Linked DNA regions of Mus musculus: regions 2 and 3 are each linked to region 1. The links are chromatin contacts, called in public HiChIP or PLAC-seq and promoter capture Hi-C maps. All regions are on one chromosome and are shown on one strand. Each heading gives the region's core, a stretch centred on a gene start, on an enhancer-like site or on the middle of the called end of the contact. The rest is flanking DNA. Distances are from core to core; before and after follow the strand shown.

Evidence for each region. Promoter capture Hi-C pulls out the DNA fragments that hold promoters and counts their contacts. HiChIP or PLAC-seq counts read pairs in DNA pulled down with a chosen protein or histone mark.
Region 2: a promoter capture Hi-C map of embryonic stem cells shows a contact between it and region 1, with 2.0 times the contacts expected there. The contact joins the promoter of Plekhd1os here to the enhancer-like site in region 1. A contact is called at or near these places in 2 of 39 promoter capture datasets (embryonic stem cells and neural stem cells), 6 of 484 Hi-C or Micro-C datasets (adipose-derived mesenchymal stem cells, cerebellar granule neurons, liver and 3 more), 2 of 115 datasets of contacts at active chromatin or transcription factors (both in embryonic stem cells) and 3 of 9 other capture datasets (adipose tissue, liver and pancreatic islet).
Region 3: a contact with region 1 is called in an H3K27ac HiChIP or PLAC-seq map of embryonic stem cells, with 7 read pairs. The contact joins two enhancer-like sites. A contact is called at or near these places in 3 of 39 promoter capture datasets (3T3-L1-derived adipocytes, cranial neural crest and embryonic stem cells), 16 of 484 Hi-C or Micro-C datasets (the AML12 cell line, the HL-1 cell line, the HPC-7 cell line and 7 more), 7 of 115 datasets of contacts at active chromatin or transcription factors (embryonic stem cells and trophoblast stem cells) and 4 of 9 other capture datasets (adipose tissue, embryonic stem cells, liver and 1 more).

Annotation. Positions count from the first base shown.
Region 1 is chr12:80,485,503-80,490,348 of GRCm38.p6, forward strand. Exd2 (exonuclease 3'-5' domain containing 2) reads left to right here. Exons shown (of 9, transcript NM_133798.3): 5 at 3,900-4,231. Among named protein-coding and RNA genes, the nearest start is that of 2310002D06Rik, 19 kb to the right of the region's middle. Within about 2 kb of position 1,954, at least 8 of the 459 cell types and tissues checked have an H3K27ac peak or open chromatin away from gene starts, as enhancers often do. A contact at or near this core is called in embryonic stem cells, where this site is marked.
Region 2 is chr12:80,691,947-80,696,792 of GRCm38.p6, forward strand. Plekhd1os (pleckstrin homology domain containing, family D (with coiled-coil domains) member 1, opposite strand) reads right to left here and starts at 2,006. Exons shown (of 3, transcript NR_037995.1): 1 at 1,999-2,006; 2 at 215-514. Plekhd1 (pleckstrin homology domain containing, family D (with coiled-coil domains) member 1) reads left to right here and starts at 655. Exons shown (of 13, transcript NM_001177503.1): 1 at 655-1,081. The coding sequence starts at 933.
Region 3 is chr12:80,613,724-80,618,569 of GRCm38.p6, forward strand. No RefSeq gene overlaps it. Among named protein-coding and RNA genes, the nearest start is that of Gm23817, 6.8 kb to the right of the region's middle. Within about 2 kb of position 2,363, at least 28 of the 459 cell types and tissues checked have an H3K27ac peak or open chromatin away from gene starts, as enhancers often do. A contact at or near this core is called in embryonic stem cells, where this site is marked.

The DNA.
Region 1 (4,846 bases), core at 704-3,203:
GTAGGACTTAGTGGACCCTTTCTGTCTGGATGTTCTTGTCTCCAGTTCAGGAAAGAATCCTCAGATTATTTTTTTTGTTTTGTTTTGTTTTTTGTTTTTTTGAGACAGGGTTTCTCTGTATAGCCCTGACTGTCCTGGAACTCACTCTGTAGACCAGGCTGGCCTCGAACTCATAAATCCACCTGCTTCTGCCTCCGGAGTGCTGGGATCAAAGGCGTGCAACACCACGCCCAGCCAGATTATTTTCTTTGACATTTACTATCCTCCTTTTTTTTTTTTTTAAAGAACATATTCTTTTTGGATTATTGGATCCCCCGCATTGATCCTTGAGACAGTCTCCTAGTGTCCTGCCTCTGTCTCGTGTCTTGGGGTGGGAGTTGTAGGAATACAGACTCACTGTAGCTGCCCCTGGCTTTCCCACAGGTCTGGTAGGAAAGCTGCCGAGCCAGCACCTTTAGCTGCACCCTGAGCACACTCTATTGAGACAGCTTCTGTCTCTGCTTAGGCTGCAGGCTGTTGACACAGAGTGGGAAGGGTTTCTGCTTTCCTTCCGTTCCCTGCATCACCTCTTTTTCCTCAGAGCTCCTTCTCATGTGCCAGTTTCTCAACTTTAGCATGGATGAATATTGATAGAATCATGTCACATGGAGCTGGGCAGGGTGGCTCACAGCTGTAACTGCTGGAAATTTTCTTGTCTGTCTGGTTCTTTTTTTTTTTTGGTTTTTGGTTTTTGGAGACAGGGTTTCTGTGTGTAGCCCTAGCTGTCCTGGAACTCACTTTGTATAACAGGCTGGCCTCGAACTCAGAAATCCGCCTGCTTCTGCCTCCCTAGTGCTGGAATTAAAGGTGTGTACCACCACGCCTGGCTTCCTGTCTGGTTCTTGTCTCCTGACCAAGAATATTGAGGTACACAATTAGGAGTAAGCAGAAGATAGAGGACATATTTAATGAAAATAAAAGCAGCTCTTGGTAGCCAAGATTTAGTTTTCTATTTTATGTATATGAGTACACTGTAGCTATCTTCAGACAGACCAGAAGAGCGCACCGGATCCCATTACAGATGGTTGTGAGATACCATGTGGTTTCTAGGAATTGAACTCAGGACCCCTAGAAGAGATAGTGCTCTTAACTGCTGAGCCATCTCTCTGGACCCAGGGTTGCCTTTTTAAATGTTAATCCCAGTTGGCTAGTAAATTGGAAGGAAAGGTGGGGACCAATTAGAGAGAGCTCTCCAAGCACAAAGACCTGACTCTGTTGGGTCAGTTGTCAGCAAACAAGACCAGGCTGCCCTTCAGCTCACAGCGATCCAGTCTGCCTGCCCTTGCCCCCAGAGTGCTGGGATTAAAGGCACCACCACCTTGCAGTAGTTAATGTTTAAAAATCATCAAGTGAATTGGGTTGAACAATGGTGGCAAATACCTTTAATCCCAGCACTTGGGAGTCAGAAGCAGGCGGATATCTTGAGTTTGAGGCTAGCCTGGTCTATAGATCAAGTTTCAGGACAGCCAGGGCTACACAGAGAAACCCTGTTTTGGAAAAACAAAAATGAACCAACAAACAAAAGTAGTGGGTTGAGTACAGAGCAGTTACAGCAGGACTTTGGGGGCTGATGGGCTCCTTTTCAGTAGCTGTAGTTAGTCAGGGGTCAGTAATTGTGTATCTGATAGGTTATTTCTCTGCCACCAGTCAAATGAGCCAATTCAAGCCAGATTGGAATATATTAAGTGCAGGTTTATTAGGAAGCTGCTCTGTGGCAAGTTCACTGGCCCCAAGGATTGAGGCTAAGAGAGTCACCATGAGAAGAGAGAGAGGTGAGGGTTGGGGGGAGAAAGGGCAAGAGTGCATAGAGAGAGAGCCGAGAAGGAAAAAATGAGACCAAATGTCTAGTTTACAGAGGGAGGATCCCCCCGGGCTGTAAAGTTCAGGGTTGGGTGCAGGGTATGCCAGACAGGAACTGAGGGATGCTGGGAGAACATGGAGGCCAGGTCTGCTTTGATATGTAAAATATGCACCTCAGTCCCTTGTCCGGGGTCCTAAACCAAACATCCCAGCCCCTACTTCCTGCTAACATTGGGGCACCGTTATGGGATGTGGGCCAAGTCCAGGAAGAACTGGTTGTTTCACTGCTGTCCAGACTGGCCTGTCTGGGGGGAGGGCTGTGTAGGCCCAGTTGAAGCAGTCTGTGAGGCTAGGCCAGAGCACCTGTGTGTGAATAACTGGTTTAGAGCTTTCCTGGATGCAGGCTCTGAGGAAACACCTCGATGTTAGGGGCAGGAGAGAAAGTTAAGGAGTTTATGAGAAAACCTTTTTCTTGGGTGTGTATTTTGAAACTCTTGGGCCTATGGTCTTGGTAATTGGAGGAGGGGTGGGGGGGTCCCAGGACCAGGGTAAGGGAAATAGATCCTACCCTACCCCCAGGAATAGGCAGGTAGGGAGGGAAACAGGTCGTTACTTGACAGTACTCATCTTGAATCCATTTGACTCAAGTGTCTTTCCTGAAGCTTATAACAATCTTTTTAAGTTTACAAAAAAGATAAATCCTTCATAACTTGCATTTATCAACATCAAAATACCTTCCTAGACCATCAAACACTTTCTTAGAAGCTTTCAGCATCTCGTCCCTCTGGCTGCTTGTGTCTCCAGAAAGGAATCCTTTAATCTTTTACCCTTAGAGGTAATCCTTTAGGATTTTGTATAGCTGTCTGTAGGGCCTTCAGTTTAGCCATTATGTGATATAAATTTTTTGAAAAGATGCATTTATTTTTATTCTATGTGCACCAGTGTTTTGCTGACATGTATGTCTGTGTGAGAATGTCAGCTCTCTATAACTGGAGTTACAGCAGTGAGCTGCCATCTGAGTGCTGGGAATTGAACTTGGATCCTTTGGAAGAGCAGCCAGTGCTCTTAAATCACTGAGCCATCTCTCCAACCCCTGTGATTTACATCTGTACTATTTTGATGCTGGAAGAGGTAGTTTCTTGGCCCTGTTGTGCAGAACACAGTTGGTAAGTGTTTGAAAGTTGGTTTGGTTTTGGTTCTGGTTTTGGTTTCTTCCGGTCATTTCCATCTCATCATTGACCTTTCTCAGATATTCTGTCTAGGTCTCAACCTTCAGTTGTCTTCAAGCCAGTTACTAGTTCATCCTTTCAAAACGTTAGGGAAAATTTAGGAAAATTTGTGTTTTAGGTTAATACAAACCTGTGGCAGAATTCTAGGCAATGAATTATCTAGTTTGTTTTCCATAGCAGTTTCTGTTTTTTTGTAACCCTGAGTAAGTTACTTCTTTGTGCCTTGAAACAGACAGGATCTTTGTATGCAGTCTTAGCTGACCTGGAAATGTATATAGACCAGGCTAGCCTCAAACTCAGAGAAATGCCTGCCTCTGTTGGGATTAAATGTATGTGCCACCAAACTTGGTATTTTTTGTTTTGTTTTGTTTTCTGATTTTTTCTTTTTAGTGGTGGTGGTGAATGAAAAATGGCTTTATTAAGGTTATTTTCTAGGGGCTGGAGAGATGGCTCAGCAGTTAAGAGCACTGACTGCTCTTCCAGAGGTCCTGAGTTCAATACCCAGCAACCACATGGTGGCTCACAACCATCTGTTATGAGATCCGATGCCCTCTTCTGTTGTGTCTGAAGACAGCTACAGTGTACTCAGATAAATTAAATAAATAAATCTTAATGACTAAGCCTGGTCTTGAACTCAGCGATTTGCCTGCCTCTGACTCCCGAGTGCTGGGATTAAAGGCGTGCGCCACCACTGTTTGGCCAAACCCAAGGTTTTATGCTACTAAGCAAAAGCTACCCTGCGTGGTATTCCAAAGCGTTTATAATTGAGTTTGAAGGTACTCTGCCTGGCTTGTCTTCCATATCCCACTGACCTCTGGCTTTTCTCTTCAGGTAACTTATGCTGCCAGGGATGCGCAGATTTCAGTGGCTCTCTTTCTCCATCTTCTTGGATACCCTTTCTCTAGAGATTCCTATGAAGAGGAAAGTACGGACCAAATCAACTGGCAAAAAGCCTTGGAGAGATGCAGGAATATGGTAGACATCCCATTCCGAAGCAAAGGACTTGGCCGGCTGGTTGAAGAGGTTAATGGGGAAGCACTGGAGTCGCAGCTGAAGCCGAGAAATAGGAAGGCTAAGACTGATAGAATGGTGCCAGGCAACAACCAAGGGAGAGACCCCAGGAAGCATAAGAGGAAGCCCCTGGGGGTGGGCTATTCTGCCAGGTAACCCGCATGTTCCCTGATGTTGAAGAGTTAGAGCCCAGCTTTACCCTGAGTCAGGCAGCAGAGACCCAGCGTTAATGGACCTTTATGACATTTGCGCTGTGCTTCTGTTTGTGCTCTTCTTCTTCTTCTTTTCCCCTTTGCTCACTTTTCTATTTGTCAGTTGGAATAGAGATGAAAGTATTTACCCATGCTTTGTCACCAACCCTAGTGCAACCTGCAACCTTAGGCCCGTAACTTTAATGGCTTACCAGGTAGAGGCACTTGCCGCCAAACCTAATGGCCTGAGTTAAGTCTTCCGGACCCACATGGTAGAGGGACAAAACTGACTCTCAGAGTTGTCCTCTGATCTCCACATGCACATGTGTGCCCCTCCTCCAGACTAAACAAGCTATAATAAAATATTTAAGGGGTTGTACATTTTATGTTTGAGACAGCTATGAACATGAAGAACATGAAGTCCTCATACTTAGCAGGAGAAGTGCACCTTAAGATTCCTTGTTAATTTAGCGTGATTTCAGCCTCACACCAACTTTATTGTGTAGCTAGTGAGAATCTCCCATGTGACTGACACCTCTCGAGGAGGATGCTTTGAGTGGAAGTGCAATCCCTGGA
Region 2 (4,846 bases), core at 756-3,255, 210 kb after region 1:
CAGGTAGCCCTGGGGAGCACAGGCGGCGCGCAGATAAATCATGAATACAAACTGCATTGACAGTTTGAGATTGACACTGAGTGCCAAATGCCAACACAGACTGCCAAGTGTCAGGAAAAGAAATCCGATCTGGTCCAGGCAGACTTGGCGGGGACAGGGAAGGGCCATGAATCTTACTGGGACCTCTTTTCGAGGCTGGTCCTTGGGCACTTACCGAAGTCTTAGCTGACCACCAGCCTACCCCCTAAGAGGTAGGAGAGTCTCCGCTTTACAGGTGAGAAAAACACGATCCAACGGCTAGTCGAGACGTTTAAAGCCGGAGTTTGGAATGGCAAGCGCAGTTCCCTAACACCACTCCCACGCCCAGAGGCGAGCAGGTGGCAGCGGAGTGACTCCTGCTCATCACTGACCATACCTGGCCAGCGTTTTGATGAAGGCAGGACGGACCACAAGGAACTGGGGGAGCGTTGGGCGCCTGAGTGGGGGTGGGGAGGTGTAGTGGCCAAATCCCGGGCTGAGTGACCGACCAGGACCCTGCAGACTCACTGAGCTAGTTCCTGCAGTAGGCGCCAACCCTGATTGGCGCTCGCTGCCGGCCTGAGCCGCTCACCTGCCACTCCCAGCCAATCCAGGCTACCAGAATTGAGGCTGCAGGCACGGGAGGGGAGGAGGGGGGTGATGCTGCGAGCCTGCGGCGGAGCTGCCCTCCCCGCGGAGTTCCCTCCCGGCCAACAGCGCTCTGGAGCTTCGCCCCAGCCGCTGGCTAAGCTTCCCGCGCCCCTCCGCTCTCCGCTCCGCTCGTCGGGATACGCGCCCCGACGGCGTTCCCAGCTGCCTGCACTCGCCGTGCCCACTGCTTCCCACTGTCCTCCCTGTCCCTTCCAGTCCCACGAAGGGAGTGGGCCCGGCCAGGGCACAGTCTTCGAGATACGATGTTCACATCCAAGTCCAACTCCGTGTCGCCATCGCCGTCCCTGGAGCAGGCGGACGCGGACGCGCTGGACATCAGCACCAAAGTGCAGCTCTACGGGGTTCTGTGGAAACGGCCGTTCGGGAGATCCTCGGCCAAGTGGTCCCGGCGGTGAGTTGTGTCCCCCGCGTCCTGGGAGACCTCCCTTCCCCACCCCTCCCTACCCCGGGAGGGAGCCCCGAGCTTCAGGACCCCTCCCACTCATCTAGTCACCGCCCTGCCTCAGCCTTCCGCTGTGACCTTGACCTGCCCAGCCAGTTTCTCTCTATGCTGTCCCCCACCTGGAAGATGCGACTTTAATTGGTCGCTAGAGCTAGAATGGCCGGTAGATGCCGGGAATTCTCTGTGGAATGAACTAAGTCGCGAGTCCCAAGTGGCGAGGCTGCATGTGGGCTAGAGATTGAGGTTAGGTCGGGCCAGTCTGCAGAAGGAGAAATCCCATCCCAACCAGATTCTCCAGAGACCTCCACAGCCAATTCCATCCCTTGGCCGAGGCTTTAAGTGGGCTGGGAAATGGGCGTCTCTCTCCTCTATCCTTTCACGCATCCTCAACCTTACATGGTATTTGAGCAAGCCCGACCACTGCCACTCTGAAGTACTCGGGAGAAAGGAGAATCACAAACCTTCTCTAAGGAGTTGTGTTGGAAACTGTGCCCTGACATCACTGAAGTTAGAGTGGGAGAGAGGATATATTGGTCCTGTCCAAAGGACTGGTTGGGAGGGGGTGTTGGGCAATCCTTGCCCTATTATCAGCACGAGGCTCTCTGCCCCAACTCCAAAGGAAAGCCCAGATGCCAATAGGGCTTTCTATGGCCATGACAAGTGTTGGGAGAAGGGGCACTCCCAGACCTGGGCTTGCAGGAACCTCACAAAGCTGACTGCATGTGCACTAGGCCATTTTCTACACAGCTTTTATCATTAAGTCAACACAGATTTCCTGCAGTGTCTAGAAGACTCAGACTTCGTCCTGGTCCCTCCCTGGAGGGTATGAACATTCTTGGAAGCACAGCCCCCTCTCCCTCCCACACCTTGAGTCTGAAGGCCTCTGATGTTTTCAGGGCTGCAGATCACGTGTGTGTGGTAGTGGTTAGTTCTGATCAATTTTGATGAATAATTTAATATTCCTGTAAGACCTCAGGACAAATGGAGGTGTGGATGGGATTTCATGTTTTACAGAGCTGGTTTCATACACTTTTATTACTTCTGCCTGATTTCTCTTGGGGACTTAATGGATTACAGACCCCCTTGAGTGCCTCCCAAGTTGAGTTTTCCTCTGATGTTTTAAGTGAAGGCTCTGTGCAGAGTGAAGATTATATGAGAGACTCACAGGGCTGAACTGTCTGATGGCAGCCACTGAGGGCCAAGAACATTCTGTCTCTGCCACTTGTGTGTGTGTGTGTGTGTGTGTGTGTGTGTGTGTGTGTGTGTGTGGTGAGTGCAGAGGTAGGGGAGGGGAGGGGACGGGAGGGGTTATTGTTGACTCCCAGCAGAATATCCTGAGCACTACTGTAGGCAGCCATCTCTCTCCATTGGGTCTGACTATCCCAGGTACTCTTCTGAGTCCTCATTTAATTTAAGACTACCCTGCCAGGCATCTTCACCCGATTGCATCCGGTATGTGGTAGGTGCCAGGCTGAGTGTCCTGGCTCCCTGTATGGGGTTGGGGGCGGGTGAGCCTGGCTCCTGCATAAACAGTTAATTTGAGGCTGATAGCCCAGGGCACTTGGAGTTGGGGCCCCAAGTTTCCAACAGCAGTTCCCACAGCGGCCCAAACCAAACCAGTCAGTCTAAGTCAAAACAGTAACTGCAGGACCAAGTTAGTTCTGTGTCCTCTGAAAGAGGCTGTCACCTCTGTCTCAAGAGCTTCCTGTGCAGACTCTCTCTCCTCTGGGTCTCAGAAAACCTCCTACCTGCCAGCTCTAGGTCTTTGTTCACGGCCCCTCCTCTGGGAGGATCACCTCCCCATCCTCCATTTCCCCTTGAGTCAGTAACAGCCAGTCAGAAAGTCTGGGTACAGAGGAGTGATGCACAGCCAGCCTCCTCTTGCTGCCCAGTAGGGCCTCTGGGCTCCACTTTCCCATTTGTGAAGTGCAGTCTCTGGACCTCAGATAATTAGTGACCACAGGAAGGCTTGGGACAGAGCAGCCAATGCCCTCCACTGCAGAAGCTTGCCATTAGAGAAATCAATGCCCTAGTGGGCAGCTGAGGGGAAGAGGCCTGGAAGGGCTCCATGCTGCATAAATAACCACTGGGCAGGATGGAACTGGCTGCGGCTGGCTGACTTCTTTCAAACTCTCCTCCTCGGGTCTGTCTTAGCCGGAGCTCCCAGTACCCCACCACCTCTACCCTCACCTTTCTCAAACAGCAGTAGGAGGATGCTCTCATTGTTAGCTTACTTTCCTGTGGGCAAAGGGAGGGAAGGGACTCAAGAGTGTTCATTAAGAGTGAGGGTAAATTGGCCAAATTGACCTTTTCTTCTTCTCAGGGGAGCATAAACGCAAAGACCTGAGCCCTCTGAACAGGAGGAGTGGATGGGGGGTGGCCTTGGCTTCAGCCTGGGTCGGCAAGAGGTAGATGGGATGCCCTCTGAGGCTCAGCTCACTCTCCTTGCTGGGAATCCATACCCTACACACCCATCCATCCATGGGTAGGTTCCCGCTGGCCTCTTGAGGGTGAGGTAACTTTGGCTCCAAGATCAAACCCCCCAGAAGTTTAAATCCTGCATCTTGTCCTCACTAATCCCCAGGAGGTATCCTGCTGTTGGGTGATCTATAATTTAGGCAGAAGTTGGCCCATTCCTCAGTCTCTCTGACCCCAGCCCAGCCTTCTCTACTGCCACAAAAAACTCCAATCTCTCACACGTGGTCTTTGCGGGCAGAGCAAGCCACACGTAAGGGAAAGGTGACAACTCGGAGACTGAGGGGCATCATGGGAGGGCGAGCTCTGTTTCAGGAGCCTGTTTTATTTGACACTTTTTTTTTTTCAGTTTTTGTGTATGATTTTAGATTTTGTCTATTTATTTTTTTTTTTGTAATTTGCATCTATGCTTGTTTCTACGGATATCATGCGTCTTAGTTAGGGTTTTACTGCTGTGAAGAGACAGCATGACTAAACCAAGTCTTATAAAGGACAACATTTAATTGGGGCTGGCTTACACGTTCAGAGGTTCAGTCCATTACATTAAGGTGGGAGCATGGCAGCATCTAGGCAGGCATGGCGCAGGAGGAGCTGAGAGTTCTACATCTTCATCAGAAGGCTGCTAGCAGAATACTGGCTTCCAAGCAACTAGGACAAGGGTACCTACTCCAAAAAAGCCATACCTCCAAATAGTGCCACTTACTGTGCCAAGCATTCCACTCCCTAGCCCCCATAGGCTATTCAAACATATGAGTCTATGGGGACCATACCTAGCCATAGCATAATAATAAAGTACATTTATTCCAACTTCCAGCGTCCCCGTAGTCTAAAGCAGTCTCCACAATATTGAAGTCCAAAGTTCAAAGCCTCTTCTGAGATCACTTAACTGTAATCCCCAAAGCAAGACAGGAAATCAGCTGAGCAAACTCTAAACTCTGCATCTCCATGTCTGATATAAAAGCAGATTTCAGATCTCCAGCTCCTTTTTCATCTTTGTTGACTGGAACAAACTTCTTTCCCCGAGGCTGGTTCCACTCCCTGTTAGCAGCTTTTCTCAGGAGATAACCCATGGCTCTGGCATTTCGAAAATCGTGGGGTCTCCAAGGCTTATTGTTTCAATGTCTGGGATCCACACATGATCTTCTGGGCTCCTCCAAAGGGCTGGCGTCACTTCTCCAACTCTGCCCTCTGTAGCACTCTAAGCTCAGGTTGATCCACTCTACTGCAGCTGCTATTCTT
Region 3 (4,846 bases), core at 1,113-3,612, 130 kb after region 1:
CGAGGCCAGCCTGGTCTACAAAGTGAGTTCCAGGACAGCCAGGGCTACACAGAGAAACCCTGTCTCAAAAAAACAAAAACAAACAAAAAAAAATTATGAGCTTTTACTACCCCTGTCCCCCGCCCCAAACTCGAATCCAAACTGGGCCTGGGAGATGGTTCAGTAGATAAAGTGCAGACCCAGCCAGCACAAGAACTGAACTTGGACGCTTAGCATCCACACAAAGTTGGTTAGGCATGGCTACTGCCCTGTGATCCCAGCCGTCATGGCCAGAGAAAGAGGCTCTCAGATCAACTTGACTAGCAAGACAAGGAGCTGACCAGCCCTGCATTCAGTGAGAACATGCTTTGTAAGTAAGTGAAGATTAATCAAGAGAGGCACTGGATATCCACTTCTTACCTCCATCTGCATGCACATACATGGGAATATGTGTACCCACACATGTATGTACACATACATGCAAGCACGCATACATACAGGTATGCACACCACACACACCCACACATACATGTGCAAGAATGAGAATTTCAAAGTAATAATAGAGAATCAAGCCAAGTGTGGGGCCTTCTTACTCAGCATCAGTCCTGCAAAGCTACCCGAGGCAAGGCCCCAGGCTGAATGCACATCTGCTATATCCTGGTACATAAGAGATGTTCAAAGCCTGTAGGAAAAGTAAATAAAACGATACATGCTTACCACCTAGTGCATTCCAAGCACTATTCTGGGCACAAAGACAACAATAAACAATACCGGCAAAGGCCCCTGGTTTCCAGACACATGTACCCTAGAGGGACAGAAAAAGCAATGCACCCCCTAGAAGACAAACAGGATTGTTCTGAGATGTGGATGGAGAAAATAAAGCAGAATGATGGGGCTGCATAACTAGGGAGGTGGCTTGGAGGGGTGGGGCCGACTCCTCGGGCAGGAGTTGGCTTTTGATGCCTACTGTCCTAGGTATAGGAGCCACCAGGGCACCTCTTTCCAGGTGAGTTATTCATGTAAGGCTTGGCAGGATAAGTGCCAGGGTAGAATGCATCGCATCCCATCCCTATTGGATCTCTACAGTGCTCAGTTCACACCCCTCCTGTCCCAACCTCATCCTGGGCTACTCTCTCTCTTCCATTGCTCTGCTGATCTTTCCGACTCCAGGTGGCACCCTCCTTAACTACAGTTAGGACCCTCACACAGCAGATACCACTCCACCTGCTGGCTTTTTTTCCTCTTTCAAATCTCAGTGACCTGATGTGACCTCAGAGGAACCCCTGAGTGCTCAAGTTCCAGCTGTTGATCTGGGTCTATGCTTGCTCACATGGGCCCTCTGCGTAAGGGCCGTCTTGCAACATGGCAGCTTGGAGCCCCAGAGTAAACAATATAAGAGAGAGAACACTTAGGTGGAAGCCATTGCTTTCCTAATACTCCTAATACTAGAGGAAGGCTCCATGACTTCTGATGTCCTTTATTTATTAGGAGAACTTTATTAGCAGATCCACCCTTATTAGGGTTTACACAGGGTGTGCCACCATTTAATGAGGATCCTTAAGGAGGTCGTATTAGGGAATGCCCATCACACAGATGTGCCCACTGGAAAATGACAGTCAGTGAAGAGTCTTTTAGTTCTCAGTGTCAGAGAGCAGGCTCATACCAGAAAGGACTCTCCACCGACCCTCAAAGTGAGAGAAGTTTATAAAGCCCTAAACCACAACTATATCACAGCAGGTCTCCAAAGTTTCAGATCATTTCATTAAACAAGTTGTCTTAGGTTGTAAAACAATAGACTTCCGGGAGTGGGGTGTGGCTGCATGAGGATGCTCTGTTCAGCAGGATGGGCTCTGAGGGACTGGGTAGGGTAAGGACACAAAACAGCTAAAACTAGGACAAAATGAAGCCACCTTTCATAGGCCATGTGACCCGAAGTGAGCCAATCAGAACATTTCCTTAGGAGGTTTTTGTTTGTTTGTTTGTTTGTTTGTTTTTACCTGACTAGTCTTTAAAACAAACTTCCCTCTGTTGAGCTCAGATTGCAAAAACCCCAAAGAGACCACCAGGAACCACAACTCCAATGCAAGCACGTGAGTCTTTATTCAAGCTCGAGAAAGCTTGGGCCACAAACTATCCGGATGCAACAGCATAGGAGAGCCACCCTGAGGTCTAGGGAAGTCTAGGGAAAGGGGTTTTTAAAGGAAAACAATGCAAACAGGGGTGGAGTTGGGGATTGCTCAGCCTTGACATTAAATGATTGGGTACAAAGTTTACGGGGAAGTTGACTTTTAAAATGATTGATTTGTTTTAGGTACCAAGGCCACAAACAGTTCTGGCCTGGCCATTTGGGTGGGAGGGTTGCTAGGAAACAGTATCTCCTGAGTGTAGAAAAGAATGCAGCAGGACTGGTGACTCCTAGCAGCTGCAGCTGGCCAGATGGGTTTCACCCTGGGGAATGGTTCTTTGTTTAAACTTATGTTTCTGGGCCTCCACTTAGGTCTCTTACCTCTCACTCCTCCCTTTTTTTGTGTGTTCTGGTTGTCCCAGAACTTGGTGTGTAGACCAGACAGCCCTTGAACTCAGAGACTCACCTGCCTCTGCCTTTCAAGAGTTGGAGTTAAAGGCATGCACAGACATGCTGGCTTGAATGAATCTTTAAAAGTGATAATGTTGCTTTGTCTCTTACTGGTAGCCCAGGTTGGCACCAAGCTCAGAGCCTTCCATTTTCTACCTCTCCATTGCCATCACAGGTGTCAACCAACCATGGCCAGTTGGGAGAATTGGGCTGGAGAGATGGTTCAGTTTGTAAAGTGCTTGCTGTGCAAACATCAAGACCTCAGTTCAGATCCCACCACTCACTAAAAAGCCAGGAGTGGTGATGTGCAGAATTCTGGGGGAGGGATGTGGAGCTGCGATGATCTCTGTAGTTTGGTGGCCAGCCTACCTGAATTGCTGAGCTCCAGGTACAATGAGAGACCCTGTCTCAAAAATAGCGTAGGCTCACCATGTAAAGACGACTGCTGCCAAGCTTGATGACCTGAGTTCAATCCTCAGGCCCTTCGTGATAGGAGAACAGACTCCTCCAAATTACAAGTGCCCTCCCATCATATATAATAAATAAGGACATTTTGAATAAATAAACAGAGCTGGGAGCAGTGGCACAATCCTTTAATCCTAGCACTCAGGAGGCAGAGACAGGCAGATTTCTGTGAGTTGAAGGCCATCCTGGTTTATATAGTGAGTTCCAGGACATCCCAAGCTATATAGTAGACACTGTCTCAAAAATAAGTAAGTAAATAAATAAATAAACAAACAAATAAAATTTAAAAATAGAGAGTGCTTGAGAAAGGCATCCAGTGTCTACCTCTGGCTTCCAGGCATACATGTTCACATGTGCATCTTGTACATGCACACATGAACATTCACATAGGTACACACACACAAATGGTACAATCAGATGACCCTATGGACAGTCATGTTCCTCATCAAGAGGAAGAAGCTGATCTGTGGGAAGAGTGAACTGCCGCTTCAGGGAAATGGGAACCTTTTTGTGAAAAGGCTAGAGTCCCTGGTTCCACTGGGCCCTCAGCCCCACCCACGCTCAGGCACAAGTTTGGCTACATTAGTCAAAGGAGCCCCTTTCCTTGTTTGGGGTTTGGTCATTTGTGACAAGAGGATGGTGACTGACTAGAGGACACAGGGATACCTTGAAGGGTGGCCAGCTGGGAAATGAGTTGTTGGGGACTATGAAGGTCTGAGCCAAGGCACTGGCACAGTCATTAGGGGCTAAACAGGAGGATGTGTAAGAACCAAGGGCGGGGGACTGGGGACCAAAGGAGAAAGTGAGAAATGAAGCCTCCTACCCTGCTCTCAGGTGTGAACAGCTGCTGACTGCCACCTCGAGGAAGCAGGGAGAGCTGCTTTGGGTGGGCTCTTCAGGGATGATGGCTATGGGCTCAGACTGCTTTCAAGGTGGGGGGTGATGTCAGCTGGTCTACAGGAGAAACATCCCAGTCTTCAGCCTCCCTTGCTCTATCCTTGGGACCTATGGGATGCTAAAATCAATTGCTAGTCTCAGACAAAAACCCACTTTTGCAAATCACCAGTGACCACAGACACCCTGGAGACTGGTGGCTCTCTGTTAGGAATGGTTTAAAGTTAGGATGACATTTTTCACTATCAACTGTCATATCAATAAATCCCCTGTCTCCTCAACAGGCATTCGCTAGGGTCCCCTGTGTGATCGTGTCCTGCCCAGAACAGAGAAGACCAGGGAGGCACATCAAGAGGCTTGAGGCTAGGTATCATAGCATCACTAAAGCTGGCACTGCACAACTCTCAGATCAGAACGGGGAGTATCTCTTTCAGCACCAGGCACTGTATCTGGACAGAAGCAACCTTAGGGAGGGGAGTATGCAGGAGCTTTAAAATATCACCAGGATTTAGCTTGATTTCTTGATTCACAGCCCTGGGTGAGGCATAGTAGTACGTCAGAAATGCAGTTTCAGTGGCTCAAAAAGTCTCCCTGGTGCTTCCCAGACTTGAGAATGCCTAGCTGACTCAGCAGAGTCATCTCAGCTTCCTATGAGTTCCTCCTGCAAGCAGCTAAATAGTCCAGAGAAAAGCGCCCTTTCTCGGGTATAGTGGCATATACCTGTCACCTCGGCACGCAGGAGGCTGAGGCTAGAGGTGAGTGGAAACCCTTCCTGAAACCACAGCACACTGGAAGTGGTGGCTGTGTCTCCATAGGCTTCCGACTGTGACCTCAGGAAGAGTAAGGCCAAAGTAGTCTCTGAGATGACCAGGGCCACTGAGGGGAAGGTCGGAATGTTGCTAGGCATCCGCCTATTCACCCTGGAGCAGATAC